2 separate regions of the Mus musculus genome follow, and region 1 is linked to region 2. The links are chromatin contacts, called in public Hi-C maps. All regions are on one chromosome and are shown on one strand. Each heading gives the region's core, a stretch centred on a gene start, on an enhancer-like site or on the middle of the called end of the contact. The rest is flanking DNA. Distances are from core to core; before and after follow the strand shown. Region 1 has its middle 52 kb from the start of Neo1. Region 2 holds the start of Neo1 (neogenin).

The links. Hi-C and Micro-C count contacts between places; a contact is called where the count stands out from the background.
Region 1: a contact with region 2 is called in a Hi-C map of uterus, with 2.2 times the contacts expected there. The contact joins the enhancer-like site here to the promoter of Neo1 in region 2. A contact is called at or near these places in 6 of 39 promoter capture datasets (the 3T3-L1 cell line, cranial neural crest, embryonic stem cells and 3 more), 11 of 484 Hi-C or Micro-C datasets (the 63-12 cell line, the HL-1 cell line, cerebellum and 5 more), 10 of 115 datasets of contacts at active chromatin or transcription factors (astrocytes, embryonic forebrain, embryonic stem cells and 3 more) and 1 of 9 other capture datasets (adipose tissue).

The regions. Positions count from the first base shown.
Region 1 is chr9:59,085,670-59,091,151 of GRCm38.p6, reverse strand. No RefSeq gene overlaps it. Among named protein-coding and RNA genes, the nearest start is that of Neo1, 52 kb to the right of the region's middle. Within about 2 kb of position 3,906, at least 16 of the 459 cell types and tissues checked have an H3K27ac peak or open chromatin away from gene starts, as enhancers often do. A contact at or near this core is called in uterus, where this site is marked.
Region 2 is chr9:59,032,975-59,038,595 of GRCm38.p6, reverse strand. Neo1 (neogenin) reads left to right here and starts at 2,155. Exons shown (of 28, transcript NM_001042752.1): 1 at 2,155-2,630. The coding sequence starts at 2,468.

The DNA.
Region 1 (5,482 bases), core at 2,657-5,156, 51 kb before region 2:
AAAAGGGACTCCAAAGGTAACACACTAGGATCCTGTAAGATGAATCAGCAGGTAAAGGTGTCTGTTACCAAGCCCAACAACTTGGCTTTGATCCCTACGACCTACACACAATTAGAAGAGGATCGATTCCTACGGGTTGCCCTCTGACCTCCACGTGTGTGCTGTGACATACACATGCTCCCTCCTGTAACACAAATACATATGCACTCTAAATAAATAAACAAATTGTAAAAATAAAGGTCAACAAACGTACACATGTGCTACACCTTCTTCATTTACTTGGTAGTATGCCCTGCCCTGTAAATCCATATACTGGGAGATCTCCATAACATCCTGTTGCTTTACTCTAGGCCATCCAGACTTCAAATAACAGGCACTTGAATGGTTGACCGCTTGTCAAGACAACGATGCTTCAATGACTTGGGGACTTGTCATCTTCATTTATGTGCAGGTGAACCTGCAGGAGAGTCTCCAGGTGTGGGCTTATTGGTTAGAAATCAGCCTTTGTATTTTAGCAGGCATTATCAGTAGGGCAGTGGTACTTAGGAACGCCTACCTATAGTGTGCGTGAGGGAATGCCTGCTTTCCCACAGCCTCACCAACACCATATGCCATTAAGTGTTTGAATTTTTGCCAATCAGATATGTAAACGTCAGTATCTCAGCATCATCAGCACACCATCCCATTGCCTTTCTCTTACGCGTCTGAATGAGATTTTATCTTTTTAAAAAAACAGAGGCCAGCAAGATGCTCAGTGGGTTAGGGGCCTTGTTGCCAAACCAGAGTCCCACAGGGTAGGAGGAGGAAATGAACTTCCAGAAGCTGCCCTCTGACCTCCACATGTGTGCTGTGACACACATAGAACACATGTGCACATGTATGTGCATGCACACAAATAAATGCAAAAATTGTGAGACAGTCTTTCAACACAGCTCTGGTTGTCCTGAAACTCACTATGCAACCTAGGATGGCTTTGAACTCACAGAGACTCACCTGCCTTTACCTCTCAAGTGCTGGGATTAAAGATGTGTACCATCATGCCCAGCTAATACCAATCTCTTCTTTTAAGAAATATAATATAACTTAATTTTTGTTTGTTTTCTGAGACAGGGTCTTTCTGTTTAGACCTGGAACTTGATATATAGACAAGGCTGGCCCTGGACTCAGAGAGATCCTTCTGCCTCTGCCTCCTGAGTAATGGGATTAAATGTGTGTGCTACCACTCCTGATGAATTGGTATATTTAAATGATTTATAGTTGTTTTTCTCCTCTCTGTGGCCAAGCCATGCCCTTTGCTTAGTTTTATCTTAAATTCCTTGTCTTTATCTTATCCACTTCTATTTCTGTTTAGATAACCAGGAATTAGTCCTTTTATTGAGTTAATTTCTTCCATTTTTAATCATTTGACTTTTGATATTTTTATGTAATCAATTTTAGTCTTCAGTTCTGACTTTTTTAACTTTGATCATTTAGAAGGCTTTTTCTACCTCTGTGCTATAAAAGAGCACACACATACACACACACACATGCACACACACACATACACACACACACACACACACTATATACTGTTTCTCCGCATTCCTTGTTTGCTTATTTATTGGTGGGGTTGGGGGAGCAATGCCACAGCTTCCAGGTAGAAGTCCGAGGAGAGCTTATGGGAGTTAATTCTCTCCTTCCACCATGTGAGCTCTGGGGACTAAGCTCAGGCCATCAGGATCTGTCTGCTGAGCCTTCTCATAGGCCCCATTCCTTTGACATCTATGTGACCCATATGGTGTTTGTCCTGGCATGCCACGTGGGGTTCAGATTCAGAATGACCTTGCTTGAGGTGGCGGCACACTTGTCCAATACCAACTATTTCTCTACCTGTTCAAGATAAATTCTCTCTAATGCTGAACACACTTACAAATGGTTGGGCATATTTCTGGGAAGTCTGTTCCGTTTCATACAACCCTGGATGTATCTAGAAGTGATCAAGAATGTGGGGTTTACAATCAACTGACTCCATTAAAACCAAATGTGCCACATGCTATGTGTATAACCTGGAACCCGTAAAGTGGAGCAAAGCAGACTCTTACTGTGCCTGGCACCTAGGTGCACTTAGTGTCAGCCTGAGAACCACTATGCTCATTGGGGGCCAGCTGCTTTCTCTGGGGCACATTTCTTTCTCTCTCTGCTAATGCCTTCATAAGACCTCTGCTATTTGCATTACAGAGCCTCTCTTAAAACTGGCAAAGTACAGAGACAAAGTTTGGAGCTGAGACAAAAGGATGGACCATCTAGAGACTGCCATATCCGGGGATCCATCCCATAATCAGCTTCCAAACGTTGACACCATTGCATATACTAGCAAGATTTTGCTGAAAGGACCCAGATATAGCTGTCTCTTGTGAGACTATGCCGGGGCCTAGCAAACACAGAAGTGGATGCTCATAGTCAGCTATTGGATGGATCACAGGACCCCCAATGGAGGAGTTAGAGAAAGTACCCAAGGAGCTGGGGGGATCTGCAACCCTATAGGTGGAACAACAATATGAACTAACCAGTACCCCCCAGAGCTCGTGTCTCTAGCTGCATATGTATCAGAAGATGGCCTAGTCGGCCATCAGTGGAATGAGAGGTCCATTGGTCGTGCAAACTTTATATGCCTCAGTACAGGGGAACGCCAGGGCCAAGAAGTGGAAGTGGGTGGGTGAGGGAGTGGGTGGGGGAACGTGTGGGGGACTTTTGGGATAGCATTGGAAATGTAAATGAAATAAATACCTAATTAAAAAAAACTGACAAAGTATCTCCATGCCAGCAGAAGCCCATTTCAGGCCCATAATAACACATGCATGCTTTTGCTTCCTGCCCGCCCCTCCCCCATTCTCTCTCACACATAAATAAGTAAATAAATAAATACCAGAGAGCCATGGCTCTGAGAATGTGAAGAGATATGTGTCAAGGGGTTGAGGGAGAGGCCATTTGGAGCACACAGAGCTCTGAGACAGCAGCATGGTGAACTGAGTTAGGCACCTGGTCTCACCGAATGTCCACGAGCTCAGCCACCTAGTCATGTTAAAATCTCTTGTGGCGCTGAGCTTTGTCTGGGAGTGTCAAAGGAAGCGGTACTTCAGTATGTGAGTATTTTGATTTTTTTGTACTTGGGAGTAGCACAGAGGCCACTGTGTGCTGGGGGAGTCAGATGACAGCTTGCCTGTTAAGGCTCTCTGCTGCTATGCAGGTCCCTGAGACTGAACTTGGGTCATTAGGCTTGGTTGCAAGCCCCTTTACCTGATGAGCCATCTTGACAGCCTAATTTGGGTATTTTAATTTCAAAGAGTTTCCAGTTTTGCATATGTATAAATAAAAACCCAAACAAACAAACACTACACAGACAGACATTAGGCCAAAGAGAAGTTAATCTGTGAGCCTGGTTTCTTTCAATAGCAGGCGACAAGAGAGGAGCCTGTGTATGAGCAAGAACCGTTAGTGTTTAGTTGATGATAACAACAGAGTGTGTTCTAAACATCCCCAAATACCAGAGCAGTTTAAAACGAAAATACAAGTAAATCAACGTTATAGGAAGAAGTAGCTGCCTGGTGAGGCATCTTGCAAATGACTAACCAGTTTGGGCCAAGTCAATGAAAACAGCTTCCTTTAGCAGGCCGAGCCCGTAAAACTCAGGTAAACATTTACTTTTCTATAATCCCATAGATGCTGTCTCACGGTTCTCAGTTCTCAACAGTTTCAGCCATTCAGCAACATCAAGGACACAGCAGTGTCACTGAAATCCTGGAACTCAAACAGCCCCCGTAGCCTTGAGGGCAGAAGAGTTAAGCGAGTTTGCCCCTGTCAGGAATCGCTAGTGCTGCGTGGGCTTTATTACGCAACTTGGGTGGAAATCAATAACCACAGCATCTGGAGCTAGTTGAGTCCCTGTTATGGGCCAAGCACTGTGCAGATGTGTTTGATGGGGGAGTATTCCTTTAACTCTCATAGCGGCTGTTTGAAGCAAGTTCCACTTTACTGCCTTCTCATGAATGAGGGAACCCACTTTCCCCAGGTCCCAGAGCTACCAAGTGGCAAAACTGAAACTCAGATCCGTGCTCAGCCTCCACATCAGTGAGTGTAGGACACTTGGCCTTCGATCACGAGAACAAATTGAATCAAGTCTATTAACAAGGCTTGGAGGCACAGGTTACACAGACATAGTCTGACAGGTGGTTCAACCATAGCCTGTCCCAGCCCATTGGGTGATGTCATTGCTGTACATTCTCTTTGCCTAAAAATATCAGCGATCCACACGCTGAAGTCCTGCAGCTGCTCATGGCAGATGCCTAGAACTAGAAAGTGCTTCATCAGATCGGAAAGGCCTCTTGATCCTGATGACGGTGGTGGTGATGGTGACGGTGACGGTGATGACCATGGACTCACAATGCCTGCTCCTCTGAAACATCCTGCCAGGGTCTCTCCTAGAGTCACCTCTCTAGACCATGTAGGCCAACTACCCCTTCTGACCTTCACAGGCCTTTCCCGAAATAAATATGAGTTCCCAGGGGTAGTAAATGTATATAGTCATTTCATCCTTTCAACAAATATCTCCTAACTATCTATCATGTGCCAGGTGATCTATTGTTTGGGGATAGAGTGACAAAAATCCCTGTCCCTGTGTGACAACCAAGGAAATTGCATCCTGGGAGTGAGAAGCTCCAGGCACCAGGTAAGCAATGATAAGTTTGCATGGAGAGCTGTAAATATTCGCTGGCCTTTGCCTTGAAGTAATGACATGGAGACCTTATATTTATTAAAAGCCTTCAAGCATTATATCTTGGCAGATACTCATCTATTCTCACCCTAGTCTAGCCCGACTAGGCTGCCTGCTACTCTGCCATATGCCCCATGAGCTGCTGTCTTAGTTAAGATTTTACTGTTGTGAACGGACACCATGACCAAGGCAACTCATAAAAACAGCATATATTTGGGGACTGGCTGATCAGCTCTTTATTAACCAATCAGAGGTGATGGAAAACAATTTTTACACAGTGTTGAAGCTGGAGATGCTTGGCGATGCCAATGTTCAGACGGCAACCAGAGCTCTGGGCACAGGAATCAGCATCTGAATACACAGTGCACAAAACCATCTCCCAGCAGAGCGCTATGTAGAAAGTAGAGCAAATTCACTAGATCATAGGAGGTGGGATGGGGAAAGAGTAAGGGAATTCATTACAATCCATTATAATTAAGGAACTCCCCCAAAGCCCCTTTATGTGCTGTTCCCTGTACAGGAAACTGATGAAGAGAGGGAACAAGCCAGGCAAGGGTGCTTCAGTCTGAGAGGCAGGGGCATGCCCACCTTTCCTTTCGAGAGGACGGAGATCAGTGTGTCTGGAATGAGGTGAGACACGAGAAAGAAGGAGGCAGGTTGGGCAAAGTTTGAGAGGGACTGTGTGAAGGGTCTTACAGGCCACAGCAAGGAGGACTGTGGTGTTTGTCTTGA
Region 2 (5,621 bases), core at 906-3,405:
AATTTCAGCAACAGCTTTATATCTCTTTATAGATTTATAGCTTAGACTTTCATAAAAATATTTTGCTAAGAAGCATAGATGTGGACTTAGGTATTTGTTGAAAATTTTGTTAAAGAGGTGAAGACCCTTTTCTCAGATGTCTTACTAAACAAAGGGCAGGATAATCACTCAGAATGATTCTATGAAAGCGCTGTCAACGAGGACATTAACATTGAAGTGAAGTGAAGGATCTGAAGTATGAGCCTGCGTTACTTTATAGTCTAACTCGTCAATTGATTTAGAATCTGCACCTTTTTTTTTAGTCCGCAGCTCATCTATTAGTGGTTTATTATAGAGTGGCTTTTATGAAAATTTCGATTTAATCACAAGTCAGAAATATATGATTTAGTCATTCTATTTTACAGAAAGTGCTTTAAACTTTTTAATATAAGCTCAATATATACAGTAGGCTGATAAATTAATGAGATGGTTCACAGAAGTCATACATGAAAACCAGTGTGCTATTTTATTAGCTATAACTCTTATTTTTTTCAAGATTGGAGATAAATGTAAGCTTCATTTTGTAAGTCACATTATACATAATTTTAATATAATGAAAAAGTCCCTCTGTCTTAGATAGTCCAAAATTAACATTTGCAAGGCAATTTATAGTTTCCAAAGAGCTTCTCTCATCAATTATCTCAGAAAACTGAATAACGATGTGATTATTAAAGGTTAATTAAGCAAATACTTGTGAAGTAATTGGGAGGTAATCTATTTCTAATTTAACAGGTCATCAGGGGTATTTAGGAAATATTTTTTCTGGTTAATAACTCTAACCAAAACAAGATATTTAAATGGTTTCCCTAGTGGAAAACAATAAGCGAGTGTTTGCTCTTTTAAACCAATTGTTTCAAAGAGCCAGGGGAAGGGAGGGCTCCTAATTTCACTGTTTTAATGAGGTTTCTGAGCTCTTCATTCCCCACGTCAATCCATGCCTTATTTTGGAACTTTGGAATAAAATAAGATAAAATAGCAAGTGACTAGAGAAGGCATGGTGTGTGTTAGAAAAAGAAATGTCTTTTTTTGCTGGACACATCTTGGATATTGACTATACGCAGAAGGGCAAATAAAAATCCAACTCCTATCAACAACCCAACATGACTAAGTGAAGAACCAGGGTAGAACAGTATGGGCACTCTCGCCAGCAGACTACAGACTGTTTTCTCCTAACTTTGGGTAGCTCGATCCTCAGTAGTACCAGGAGGTTGAAAAACCAATTCCCGCGTGCTCCGCGTTTACTGTCGAGAGACACTTTGGATCTCAAGTACAAAACTGCAAAGTGACCATCCAGGGCCTAGGTAAAAGGCTGCAGTGACTGCAGAGAATTAGCCCCGGGGAGATTGAGTCACGGGGTTGGGTCCTGGCCTGGGCACGCGATGGAGTGGACTCCCCGCACCTTTGTCTGAGCCGGAGCCGAGTGTCTCAGTGGGGACGCGGGGCACCACGGTCCCGGCGGGTCGGGTACCGCCCGAGAGGAAGCCAGAGGTCGGCGCAGTGCGATCGGCCCCCTCCCACGGGAACCGCGCCAGGTCCCCAGCAAGAGCCGGGCGGCCTGCTATTGTTTTTGGCGAGCACATAAATCCGTGCGCCGACCCTCTGCGAACCCAGGTTTCCTCCCGGAGGCCATTCGGTTTCCTCTGAGGCCCTATATAGAGGCCCGGGGCAGAGAGGTGCGCGCAGGCTCGCGGCCTCCGTGAGCAGCTCCGGAGTCCGTGCGGCTCTGCCTCAGGTCTCCGTAGCCTTTGAAGCGGTCCGCGGAGGTGAGGGGAAATCTCTCCCGCGGGTTAGGAGCGGGAGGCGGGAGGCGAAGGAGGCGGATCGCTTCTCCGGGGTTTCCCTGACGCCAGCAGCAGCAGCAGAGCCCGGCGCGCGCGCCCCGCGCCCGTGCCCGTCTCCCGAGAGCCAGAGGGGGGAGGGGAGCGGGCCCGCCGCCTGCCCCTGCGCCAGCTCGGCTCCACCGCCGCGGCTGCCCGCGAAGCGACCGCCGGGATTGGAGCCCGGCAGGCCGCGGGGCGCGAAGAGGGTGCTCGTGGGGAGGGAGGCGCGCGTGCGCGGCTGTGAGCGTGCGCGGCACGGCGCGCTCCGGCGCCCGCCCCCCACCCCGCGGTCTCCGCCCCCCTCGCTCTACCGTGAGGAGCCCGAGTCGGCGGCGGGTGGCGGCGCCTGGAACCTGGAGAGACCGAGCCACCCCCCGGCTCTCGGCCGGAATGTACTGATTCTCCTCTGCTCTCCTCCCCGCCCCGCTGCAGGAGGGAGGCGCCCGGAGTCTTTCCCCCTGGGCGCGCGAGGGGGCCGCGCGGGCCGGGCCGGGCCGGGCTGGAGCCGAGCCCTGCGGCGCAGAGACCGGCTGAGGCGCGCTGAGGGAAGGGCGCGAGCGCTCCGCGGCGCTATCGCCGCCGCCGCCGCCGCCACTCGTGGGGTAGAGATGGCGGCGGAGCGCGAAGCCGGGCGACTCCTCTGCACCTCCTCCTCCCGGCGCTGCTGTCCGCCACCGCCGCTGCTGCTGTTGCTGCCGCTGCTGCTGCTGCTCGGACGCCCGGCGTCCGGCGCCGCGGCCACGAAGAGCGGCTCCCCGCCGCAGTCCGCAGGTAAGTCGGGCCGGGCCCGGGACGCCGTGGGGGCTGGGGCGCGGCACCGGCTCCCGTGGCCGCTGCGGTGGGTTTTTGTTGTTGTTTAGGATCCAGAGGGGAACGTGCGGGAACTTTTCCTCCTCGGCTCCCGTTGCTGGAGAGAAAAGGGTCTCGCGTGGTGGAAAGCGGAGCAGGCAGGAGGGGTTCCTACCGGGGGAGGGGCGCCTCCGGGATCCGGGCCGGAGCTCTGGGGTCCAGTTCTGCGCTTTGTACCGGGAGGCAGGTTCACCCCTCGCCTCTTTCCCCTCCCCCAGGCTCATCCCACTTGTAAGAGTGGGACATTCTTGTGCTCACACAAGCACCAGTAGAGGCCACTACACACCTCATTAGATAAACAATCGTACAGCCAATTCATTAATTTTCAGGAAGGGATGGAGGAGGGGGCTTGAATTCATTCTCTTCACCCTCCATCCCCCTCGGCCATGGGTTGCCCAGCTTCTGAAGTCCAGGGAAGCGCTGTCGGATCTCGAGGGACTCTTCGCTCAGTGATTGGAGCCTGGGTCTTCAGGAGAGGGGGTGCTAAGGGGCATACTAGCCCCTTCATGATCAGATCAGTGGTGTTGACTTAGCCTTGTGGACGCCTTGGAGAGCGGCTCCAAGTGATTCTGTGAAGTAGTGCCTCTTTACTAGGGATTTAACTATATTTCTATGTAACCCACTCTCAACTTCTGAAAAATTTCAGACATCGGATTTTTAAGGATTTGTCTAATTGTCTCTATGTGACTATATATGTATATGTGTGTGTATACACACACACACACACACATACACATATATACACATATATGTGTATATATATTCAGCATCTTTTTTTTTTCTGTGTGTTTCATGCATTCCTGGAGTCACCAGCATTCTTACATATTTAAGGGTGCCAATTGACACATCGCCAAGCCTCTGATAGTTGAGCAGGGTTCACTCGGCTCTTGAAGAGCAAATTGACATGTGCTTTGCTAACCTCGTTTACCTAAGGTGGTGTGCCATATAACTTGAAGAAACTTTCACTCACTTTGTGGAGATTTAGATTTTTAATACGAAGGTCACCTGATCAGACACAATGGCAACTTGTAATTGCTAAACCAAAAACGTGTTTCCCTCTGATTGTTATGAAATCATTAAAATCACTTCGAAATGTGATTTGCTGATAAAGTTTGTTATTTTGCATTTTGTGTGTATGTGTATAGAGCTCACAACTTGCCAGTGTTAACAGTTTTAAACCCACACTAGTATATATTATTTAAGCTGCTAAACAGGAGTGTTAATGTTAAGTTAGGATCACTGATGTGATAGGCATTTGCACATTTATCTTGTACAAAGTTTGGGGCACAGTTTTCAGACCTTCAGTGTAAGTACCTGAATAGTTTCTTTTCATGGGAATGGGAAAGAGAAATGTATAAATTTTGGAAAACAAGTTCCTCTTTTTTTTTTAAATTTCTTATGAAAATTTATATACAGCTGATTGTATGTGTATTTGAGGTCATAGCTGGAGTTTGTGTTTAAAGTTTTGGCAGAGACTTTTTAAAGTTAACAAAAGCTTAAACAATGCTAGAATTTAGAAATTTGTTTTACATTTTATTATTCTGTCTGTCTGTCTGTCTGTCATGCGTGTGTGTTTGTGCCTGTGCCATGGCATGCTGTGTGCTAGTCAGAGGACATCTTCGGAGGAGTCACTACTCTTTCCAGCATGCAGGTCCTGGGGAGTGAACTCAGCTCCTCAGGCTTGGAGGCCCATTAAAGCAGTCACTTAGAAAGGGATCTTAACGTCTGCTTTAGCATGAATTCAATCAGTGAGGTTTTATTTTGCAATGATGAGATGGGAGACATTTGCTCTCTGCCTTTATGGAGTTGGCAGTCCAGCATGTAGGTAGGGACCATAGCTGCTCAGCTAGAATTACATAGTTAAGTGATTGTGATAAGCACTGCAAAATAGAGTAGGTTTTGAGGAAGTGTGAGCTGGCGTGATTTACCTAGTCAGTGCCAGAGTTCTCGATCTGAGATGGTGATGGGTGGAGGTTAGTTAGAAGGCTCACAGTTAATTAGTAGTGGATAGAGTCTAGAGCACAGGTCTGATTCTCCCTCATAGGCCTTTTTATTTTCATTCCAAAATATTTTCTGTTGACCCCTCTGTCTCATTACAAAAATGATAAAAAAAAAAAAAAAAATCACTGCAGTGAGCAGGGGCTGATCTGTTCCGTCCTGAGCTGTGGGAAGAGATCAGGAGATGGAGAGCTGAGTCAGCAGTCTTGGGTCAGGCTGTCTGTAAATCAGATATCATTTGTTAGTATTGCTTATTTTGAAGACGATAAATTTGACTTTTTTTTTTGGTAGGAGAGAGATGATATTCAGTAGTAAGAGAAAAATAGATGTGTGGGAACAGAACAAATGAGTGTTCTACCCTCTTAGGATGGACATTTGGACACGTGGAAGAAGAGGAAAAAGCAAATGAGATTATGGTAGAAGGTGGTTAGCAGTGGGGAGGATGGGAAGTGAGTAAGCACACAGTCAGGCTAAACAGCTTTGTAGTGATCCTTGGGGGAGACAGATTGACTGAGCACCCTGTGAATTGCAAGTGCTCTCAGTTGACATTCTTCATAGAGGACCCCACACATTCTGACAGGCATTTACTTGACTTGACACATTACCTCATAAGGTGGTCTGTTTCTGTTTTTAATAATGTCTGTTAGAAAACCTTGCTTCACATTGAGAGTGATATTCAGTCTCCCACTCTTGAGTTTTAGCTCTTCCCTCGCCTTTATCAGTATCAGCATGCATAGCTTGACTTAGTGTTTGCTTTCCCCATGGTTTCTGCTTTTGTTTTTCACATTTTCTTTTACTCACTTAAATACTGATTCCTAATGTTGTCTCCTTCTTTCCTGTCTTTTGACTCTCCTGGTTCTCTCCCCTCTCCCTCTCTCTATTTGGTAGCCTCATTGATGCAGGTCCAAAGGCAGA